Regions from separate parts of the Sus scrofa genome. Here region 2 is linked to region 1. Evidence: chromatin contacts called from public HiChIP or PLAC-seq data. All regions are on one chromosome and are shown on one strand. The core of a region is the stretch at or near the end of the contact, and the rest is flanking DNA. Distances in the headings are between cores, read along the strand shown.

Evidence for each region. HiChIP or PLAC-seq counts read pairs in DNA pulled down with a chosen protein or histone mark.
Region 2: a contact with region 1 is called in an H3K27ac HiChIP or PLAC-seq map of alveolar macrophages. The contact joins the promoter of JUNB here to the promoter of LYL1 in region 1. A contact is called at or near these places in 1 of 47 Hi-C or Micro-C datasets (heart right ventricle) and 1 of 2 datasets of contacts at active chromatin or transcription factors (alveolar macrophages).

Annotation. Positions count from the first base shown.
Region 1 is chr2:65,948,723-65,953,102 of Sscrofa11.1, forward strand. LYL1 (protein lyl-1) reads left to right here and starts at 1,886. Exons shown (of 6, transcript XM_005652880.3): 1 at 1,886-2,830; 2 at 3,461-3,467; 3 at 3,776-3,890; 4 at 3,893-4,127; 5 at 4,211-4,302. The coding sequence starts at 3,797. TRMT1 (tRNA methyltransferase 1) reads left to right here. Exons shown (of 17, transcript NM_001243450.1): 16 at 99-231; 17 at 425-601. The coding sequence ends at 574.
Region 2 is chr2:66,217,458-66,221,837 of Sscrofa11.1, forward strand. It overlaps JUNB (transcription factor jun-B), which reads right to left and starts at 1,978. Exons shown (of 1, transcript XM_005674483.3): 1 at 1-1,978.

The DNA.
Region 1 (4,380 bases), core at 636-3,135:
GCAAGAGTGGGGTGGAGGTGGGGCTTGGCTTGGGGCAGGGGGCGGGGGAGTCAGGGCAAAGGCCAGGGGAAGTCCCAGTTACTCACATCCCTACACAGAGGCAAGGCAGCAGGCGAAGAAGCTATGGAAGAGAGACGCAGGCTGCTCCAGAATAAGCGGAAAGAGCCACCTGAGGACCCAGCCCAGCGGGCTGCTCGGCTCAAGACATTTCCCTGCAAGAGGTTCAAGGAGGTGAGGTGCCCCCTAACCCACACCGAAGCACACATGGGTTCCCTTCCCAGCAACAGGGCAGGGCCAGGCAGAGCTGGGAGAACCAGGGCCAGGTGAGTGTGTGGGAGTGAGCTCTCCATCTAGGACAAGAACCCAGCAGAGGTTGCCAAGTTCCAGGCCTGGGTTCATTCACACCCACCATACCTCTCACCAGGGCACCTGTCAACGGGGGGACCAGTGCTGCTACTCGCATAGCTCCCAGACACCCAAGGCCACTGCTGAAGCTACCCCCACTGACTGTCCAGAGGCCCCCAGTCAAAACCCCCTTGGGCCTGGGGCTGCTTCTGGTCTAGGCATAGATTGAGCGAATAAAGTTTTCACCTTCCCCTGACTGTCATTTGTCTGTCTATCTGCCTGAGGGGCTCTGCTCATCTCTCTAGCTGCCTGTCTGGGGTCTGTCCATCTGTTTTAACTCCATGGGGAGCTCTGTGCCTCTGGGGTTGGTTTGTCCCGGCCTGAATGAGGTCCTGTCAGTGTGTCAGTGTTTCTTTTTTTTTTTTTTTTGCTGCACCCTCAGCTTGTGGAAGTTCTTGGGCGAGGGATTGAACCCATGCTGCAGTTGCAACCCTCACCACATATGTGGCAAAGCTGGATCCTTAAGCCATTGCACCACAAGGGAACTTCCCTGTCAGTGTTTCTGAATGGAGTATTCTGTGTGCTGGGGAGGCGGGAGCTGATCATCTGCCTGCAAGGTGCTCAGCCACCCATTTGCCGGCACCTGCGGTTCCTGAGGTGGCCACGGGGCGGCAGCCGTGCTTTCACGCCCGCGAGGGCCTTTACCCCCTTCCTCTTCCTCCCATCCTCCCAGCATCCCTCAGTGCTCCCAGAACGCGGGCACGCGCACAGGCGGGTGCTCTAGCCACCGCGCCCCCATATGGACTTCTCGCTCCCGGCTCCCCGCTGGGGCCTTGGCGGAAGCCAGACCGGAACCAGGCGCCTTGCGCATCCGCTCCAGACCAGGTGCTTCCTGCCCTGCGGCCCCTCAGGCTGCACACTGAGGCACCCGGCAGCTTGCTGCAACCCCTCCCCCCCGGGGGGGGGCAGGGGGCTGGTGTGTTAACAGAGAGGCCTGGGGCCCAATCGCCATCCTGCCACGTGGTAGCTGTGGGACCTGCAAGCACCCTTCACCTTGCTTCATCCCCATCTGTAAAATGAACCTAATTCCAGAACCCATCCTATTAGCTTGGATACCACTGTTAACAGATGCTTAGGACTGTACTCTTGCTTCTCTGGGACAGTAGGATTGTGGCTTGTGGGGTCCTGAGCCTCACCTGATTCCTAAGAGGGTGGTGATGGTGGCAGCTGAGGGCCTACCTGCGGCTCCTGCAGTCACCCAGATACACACTGGGCAGAGCTTGACCGACCCAGGTGGGAGGGTGCTGGGGATAAACAACAGTGTTGTCCACTGATTACTTAGTTGTATCTGGTGGCCCTCTCTTCGTGAGGTCCGGCAGGATTTTGAGTTTTACCGCCATTCCAAGATTATTTACTCCACATCTCTTTGTCGCTGCCCACCCTGAAGTGGTCAGCACCGTGGGATGAGGGCCAGGGATCTCCAAGCTGGGACTATGTGATCCTGTGATATAGAGGCCCAGGACTGTGGGAACCTGTTGGGGGCACCTGTTAGAGAAAGTTCTGCCAGCTCTGGCACCATAGGAAATCTCCCCCAGCTGTGGCACTTCCTCTCACCCTCCTAGGCCTGGCAAGGTGGTGAGGATGGTGCACTGGGGGCCCAAGACACCTGCCTAGGGTGGACACCCAAGGCCAGACTGGCAGAACTGCCCTCCAGTCAGTGCCCCACACCGGGGTGGGGTTGGCAGAAAGGCGCGGGAAGCACTTTGTAGAAAGAGGAACCAGGCAGGGTGAGGAGAAGGGGGCCCCAGGTCACGAGGCCCCAGCGGGGCCGGAAAGGGCTCTCCACCCTCATGAGTACAGACACAGCAAGGGGTATTCAAAGCTGGAGGACAAACCCGAGTGACATAGGGGCCACTGCAGCCCTACCTTGGTTCTCTTCTGTGTGCATCTGGGCACCTCGGGCCCAGGGGTGTGCACTAGGGCCAGGATCCTCTAGTGCCTGGGGGACGGAAGGTAAGGCCCTGAGGGGTGACAGACCGTCCAGCATGTGCCAGCGGGGGGCGGGGCCATGAGGCCCGCGCGCGCTCGGAGATCCCCGCCTGCCCGCCTGCCGGTTTCCTCCGGGGTCAGCCCGGCTCCTTATCAGGCGCGGCCAGGCCCTTATCTGCACTAGCCCAGCATCCTCTGGCCACTGCGCCAGGGGTGAGAGGGAGGAAACCAGGCCGCCAGGGGCGGGGAGAGGGCGGGCGGCCCAGAGCTGCACACTTTCCCTGGAGGGACCTACGCTGTTGCCGCCGCGGTGGCCCTTGGGAGCCGAAGAAGAGAGGCGGCCCCATGCCACGGCCCAGACAAGGCGGCCAGCTGCCAGCGGTAAGGAGCGCAGAGGCCGGAGCGGGGTGGCAGCGCCTGCCTGAAGCCGTAACCGCATCCTGGCCCTGAAGGACCGAATCAGGGCCCATCAGCAGGCAGCCGGACCAGTGCTGGGGTAAGAGTGGTGTGGGCCTGAAGCGGGATCTTGGACCCACCTGCATTCATTCATTCGTTCCTTCCTTCATTCATCTGGGGGGCCCACTAAGTAAGAGGTCAGGCCAGCTTCCCCACTGCCTAGCTAGGGAAGACAGGGCAGATGGGTCAGGAATCCCAGACATTGCTGGGACGCTGGGCCATGGGGCCAAGAGGGACCAGGGCTGTGTGAGTAGGGTGCACAGGGGTGAATGCTAATGGGGTAGGGAGGGTGGGAGGACACCAAAGCCAGAGGGAGGACTGGAACCTGACTTTGTACTGGGCAGTAGGGCTAGCATTTGGAGTCATAGTGTCAGAGGTGGGGTTGCAAGGTTAGTAAGGGGGATGTTTTTAGGGGGAGTGGTCATTGGAGTGATTACGGAGGACTTTCAGAGTCTGACATGGAGACAATGGGAAGAGCCTCAGAGTTATAGCTGAAGGCCACATGGTCAGCCTGGGGACAGTGGTCAGTGATGGAGCAGTCAAAACGGTGGAGGGACTCCAAGGTCACATGGTATCAATGAAGAATCTCGGGATCAGATCTGAGGGTCACAGGGAGCCTTCTGGGGTCACAGGGTCCATCAAGGATTTCCTTCCTTGTCCCTCCCTCCAGGCTCCAGGTGAGAGAGGATTCTGGAAAAAGGGAATTTGCTCAGGGGCTCCACAGCTGAAGCCTCACCGACAGCTCAGAAGCACTACTGCTGAGCTCAGCGCTGCCCGGCACCTCCTGCCCTTGTGTTGGACCCCCTCTCATGTCCTGGTAGTTTCTGGACCCATCCCCCATCAGCCTTTGCCTATTGAACTGCCATCCTCCCCCCCTCCCCCACGCCACGTTGCTCTCCCATTTGAGGACCCTCAAATGGACTAAGGGTGGGGGGTAGCTTCTGATTCTCCCCTCCCCACTCTACTGGCTTCCTTCCTCGCACAGGTGAGCTCCTCCTTGGGGTCCATGTGCCCACCCGAGGCCCAGGCAGAGGTGGGCCCCACCATGACGGAGAAGGCCAAGATGGTGTGTGCCCCCAGCCCAGTGCCTGCCCCACCCCCAAGCCTGCCTCACCGGGGCCCCCAAAGGCAGAGGAGGTGGGCCACAGAGGCTCCTCACCACCCAGGCTGCCCCCTGGTGTGCCAGTGATCAGCCTGGGCCACACCAGGCCCCCAGGGGCAGCCATGGCCAGCACGGAACTAAGTGCCCTCCGTCCCCCGCTGCTGCAACTCTCCACCCTGGGAACTACCCCGCCCCCGCTGGCCCTGCATTACCACCCTCACCCCTTCCTCAACAGGTCAGTGGGGGACTGGGACCTGGGAGGAATCTGGGGCCAGGGTCCTTACCCACAAAGCATTAGTGACCCACGACCCCTTACAGCCTCTACATTGGGCCAGCAGGACCTTTCAGCATCTTTCCTAGCAGCCGTTTGAAGCGGAGACCAAGCCACTGTGAGCTGGAGCTGGCCGAGGGTGAGTATGGGTTTGTGTTCCCACAGCCGTCTTTGCTGGGACCCACATCTGTCCCCTACCCTTCCAGAGGGAGAGGTG
Region 2 (4,380 bases), core at 728-3,227, 270 kb after region 1:
GGAAGGGGTGGGGTCAGCACTGTCCCGGGGCCCCCGGCCAGGAGCCGGGAGCCCGAGTATCTGCCAGGTCCCAGGGCGCGCCCGGGCCCCCAGACGGCTAGTCCCGACCAGCCCCGACCGCCGCCCCCGGGGCCCCCACGGCCTCCTGGCCCAGCCCCACCCAGCCGCTCTGGGGCCGCGTCCTGCCAGGCCCTGCCCAGCCCGACCCAGCCTGGCAGGTCCGCGCCTGCCCGCGGGCCTGGGTCGGACTTCGCCCCCGGCCCGATGGGCGCAGAAGGGGCGCGCCAATGCCTCTGGGCGACCCCGGCGCCTGGGCGGGCGGGCACGACGGCCTCCTACCTCATGCTGGGTGCCCTTACTTTCTGCCAGGAGATCTGGGGTCCTTCCCCAAATACATCCCTAGGGGCTGGGGTGCTTCCTCCTTCACTCACGTGGGTGAGAGGCCCTACTCCTATTTTAGTGTGAGGGTCTCCTCACCATCCAGAATACCCAAAGGGGGATCCACACTCCCTCATCTGAGGGCTCCCTTCCCCTGCTGACAGAGAGGACCTGAAAATCCATGAGTCGAATCTGAGGGAACCTCTCCAGAGCCTCTTCCCCAAAATGGGTGAAGGTTTAGATGCTGAGGCTTTAGTTATACTTAAGGTGGGACTTCCAGGAGGTAGGCTATGAGCCACTAGAACCAGAGATGAGCCTCTCAGTATCTGTCTCCTCTCTGTCTTGAAAGAGACATGTCTATCTTTTGGAAACATGGAAGTTTCTTTAGGGTAGACTTAGGCTGAGGGAGAGGAGATAGCCAGCCTTTGTAGGGCAGACACAGCTCACCAAGTGTGGAGGAGAGAAGGAAAACGAAAGAGGCGAAAGAGAAACTGAGCTATGTGGGGGCAGGGGGAAGTCCAGCAGAGCCGGTGGTGGTGTTGGGGAGGAAGGTCCCATGAGAAGCTGGGGGTGTCCCCATCTTTGGAGGGTCCTTGTGACCTCTGGGTACCCCCTCCCCTCCTCCTTTGCTTGAACTGCTCCCCTCCCCCTCCCCAGGCTCAAGGGAGATTCCAGTGGCCGCTGAGTCTGGCAGGCATGCTGCCAGGCCTGTGTCTCCCGCCCATGCTAATAACTGCAGCTGACATCTGGCTGGGCCCTGCGGGGGCGCAACGGGGTAGTGTTGGGGGGCTGGGCAGGTCTGGTTGGAGGGCAGCATCTCAGGAGGCTAACCTGCAGGTCCCACAGGCTAGGAGTACACAGTGAGTCATCCCTGACCAGTGCTGAAGCTGGCTGTGCCAGGGGAGCCTTGGAGAGAGGCAAGACTGGCCCATGAGCGTAGAGATGGAGGGCAAGGCCTGAGCAAGGAAAAGTGGATGTATGGGGGTGGGGGTCAGGGCAGGGAGAGATGCAAGATTAGAGTCATGCAAACTCAGAGACTCTTGAGACAGGCCAACAGACTGAGAAATAATAATTATTATTTTAATAGCTAACACTTATATGGCTCTTACCATGGGCCAGGCACTCTTCTAAGTGGTTTACATGGAATAACTCATTGCCTGTTTCCAACAATCCAGCGAAATGCATGCTCTTTGTATCCCCATTTAACAGACTAAAAAACTTAGGAACAGAAAGGTAAGGAACTTTGCCCCATGTCACATAGCTATAAGCACTGGAATTGATCTAGAACTTGAGATGTCTGACTCCAGAATTTCAGCTCTTTTTGTGTGGATAATCACAACTAGAGAGGCATTTATGCAGTGCCAGCTGTTTGTCAAGTTCTGCAGGCCCTTTCAAGAAGAGTCTCCTGGAATTCCTATAGAGACTTAGCAGAAAAGAACCCGACTAGTATCCATGAGGATGTCCAGAGTTGCCCTGTGCTGTAGCGTAGGTCGCAGAAGTGGCTCGGAGCCGGCATCGCTGTGACTGTGGTGTAGGCCGGCCGGCAGTTGTAGCTCTGATTCGACCCCTAGCCTGGGAACGTCCATATGCCACACCTGGGTCCCGAAAAAGAAAGAGAAAAAAAAAAGGTCTCCTTTATCCTTTAGACAAACAGGGTTGGGCACAGGGCAGAGGGGTGCTAGTGTGTTTGGGGGCAGGCCGGCATGTTGGAGTGGGGTCGGGTCACTCTCTGCACTCTGCACGGGTGTTTGAGCAGGGGGTGGGGATGGGCCAGTGAGGGAGGGCGGGGGCCCAGCTGAGCTGGTACAGCCGGTTCCAGGCCCCTGCCAGTCTCACCCTTGTGGCCTGGGCACCACCCCCTCACGCCGTCCCACTGGCGCCAAGGCTGGCCCAGAGAGGAGAGCCCCCTCCTCCATCAGCCCTGGGTGCCCAGACTAGCAGCTGGGGACTGCCCAGGCCCTGGGTTCCAGACCAGCATCTGCCCAAGGAGTCTGTGTCCAGGCTTCCCTCATGCCCAGGGCCCGGGGGCCTAGGGGACTGGATAAGGAGGAAGTTCTCCCACCCCCACCCACAGGTCTCTCTGGGGCTTTTGGCCTTGGCAGGAGGGACTTCTCCTTCTTATAAATAGCCTGGTGACACCCCCCCACCCCCCCCCCCACACACACAGCCGGCTCCACTGGCTGGCAGGGCCCTTAATAGAAAACTGGGCTGGGGGCTGCTGGTGAGTCAGCCAGTGGGCAGGCCAGGGCGAGAACCCGCAAGTCACAGCACCCAGACTCCCTCGTCCCTGCCCCTGGGTGTGGACAGGCAGCTGGCAGGAAAAGGCTGAGAATCACGGAGGCCCTCCCCCCAGGAACCCTGGCTTGCCAGCAGCTTCCCTACCCAATCTCTGTGGTTTGGGGGGTCCCTCACCCCTCTCCTGGAGAGGAAGCTGCTCAGTTTTCTTGGAAGCAGGAAGGAGAGGAGAGTTTGTCTCCTCAGGCTGACTCAGCTGGGCACGAGGGGAGTTTCCCACAAAGCTGTTTCTGTCACCCCCCCTCCATGCTGCTGGTGAAGTCTTGGGGGGCCTGAGCCTGGCTGAGATCCTGGGTACCTCATTTTCAGGGGATGTGCTGAGAAAATAGGCCCACACCCTATGAAAGCCTGAGGCTGTTGAACTGGGCCTCCTAGGGGAAGTGACAAACAGTGTGGGGGGTGACAATGTTGGAGAGAGGAAGCACCAGGATTTCTGGGTGGGGTTAGAGATATGGGCTGGGAAGCCCAGAGCCTCACAGCACCTAAGCAAGGTCCAAGGGCGCATGTGTGTCTGGTTGGCTGTGGGTTTGTGTGTGGCTGGCCTGTCAGGGCCTGTGATAGTGTGTGTGAGGCATCTTCTCAGGGTATGTGTCTGTTTGTTGGCCCAGCCCCACAGGGGTGTGTAGGGCCTGTCTGGTTTGGGTGGGGGTGAGGGGGGGAAGGTGTGTGTGTTTGTGTGTGTGTATGATCTATGGAATAGGTTGCATGTGGCTGGCCTAGATGCACAAGTATAGGTTGTTTTGGAGTTCATATGGCTAACCTGTTTGTGTCTGGTGTGTGTCTGTGTATGTGAGGTTTAGGGCTTGCCTGTTTGAGGTGTGTGTGTGAGTGTGGGGTCTGTGGCTGGCCCATGTGTGTCTGTGGGCTCTGTGGCTGGGGTGTGTGTGTGTGGTGTACACACATGCATGCATGCCAGCAGGTTCTGTTAGGGTGTCTCTGTCCAATGTGTTTATGAATGTCCGACTGTGGCCTGTCCATGCTTCTCTGTGCTGGGTGTGACTGTCTGGCTAGACCATGTCTGTGAATATGTCTGTTTGCTTACATCTGCCTGATCTGCCAAAGGGTCTGATGTGTGTGTTATCGGTGAGGTAGTGTGTATTCGTAAGGCTGAGCCTTGGTGTCCCTCAAAACATTTCCTTTTTTTTTTTTTTTTTTTTTTGTCTTTTGTATTTTTAGGGCTGCACCCGCGGCATATAGAGGTTCCCAGGCTAGGGATCAGAGTTACAGCTGACAGCCTATGCCAGAGCCACAGCAACACCGGATCCGAGCCATGTCTGTGCTCTACACTATAGCTCATGGCATGCCAGATCCTTAACACACTGAGAAAGGCCAGGGATCGAACCCATAACCTCATGGTTCCTAGTCAGATTTGCTTCCACTGCGCCACAACAGAACTCCACTCAGAGCATTTCTGAGTGTGTATGCAACTTGGCGTCAGGGAGGGTGGGTTGTCTGTCATGGTGTATGTATCCTTCCATCCTTCTCTCCATAGGTTGATGTTCGTCTCTCTTGCCTCCGCATATCTTCTTGAGTTGGTCATCTTGCTAGTGTGTTTACGTGTGTGGGTCTGGTTCCAACAGTGTTCTTTTTTTGTCTTTTTGCCTTTTCTAGGGCGGCTTCCTGCAGCATATGGAGGTTCCCAGACTAGGGGTCTAATCGGAGCTGTAGCCACAGGCCTTCTCCACAGCCACAGCAATGCGGGATCTG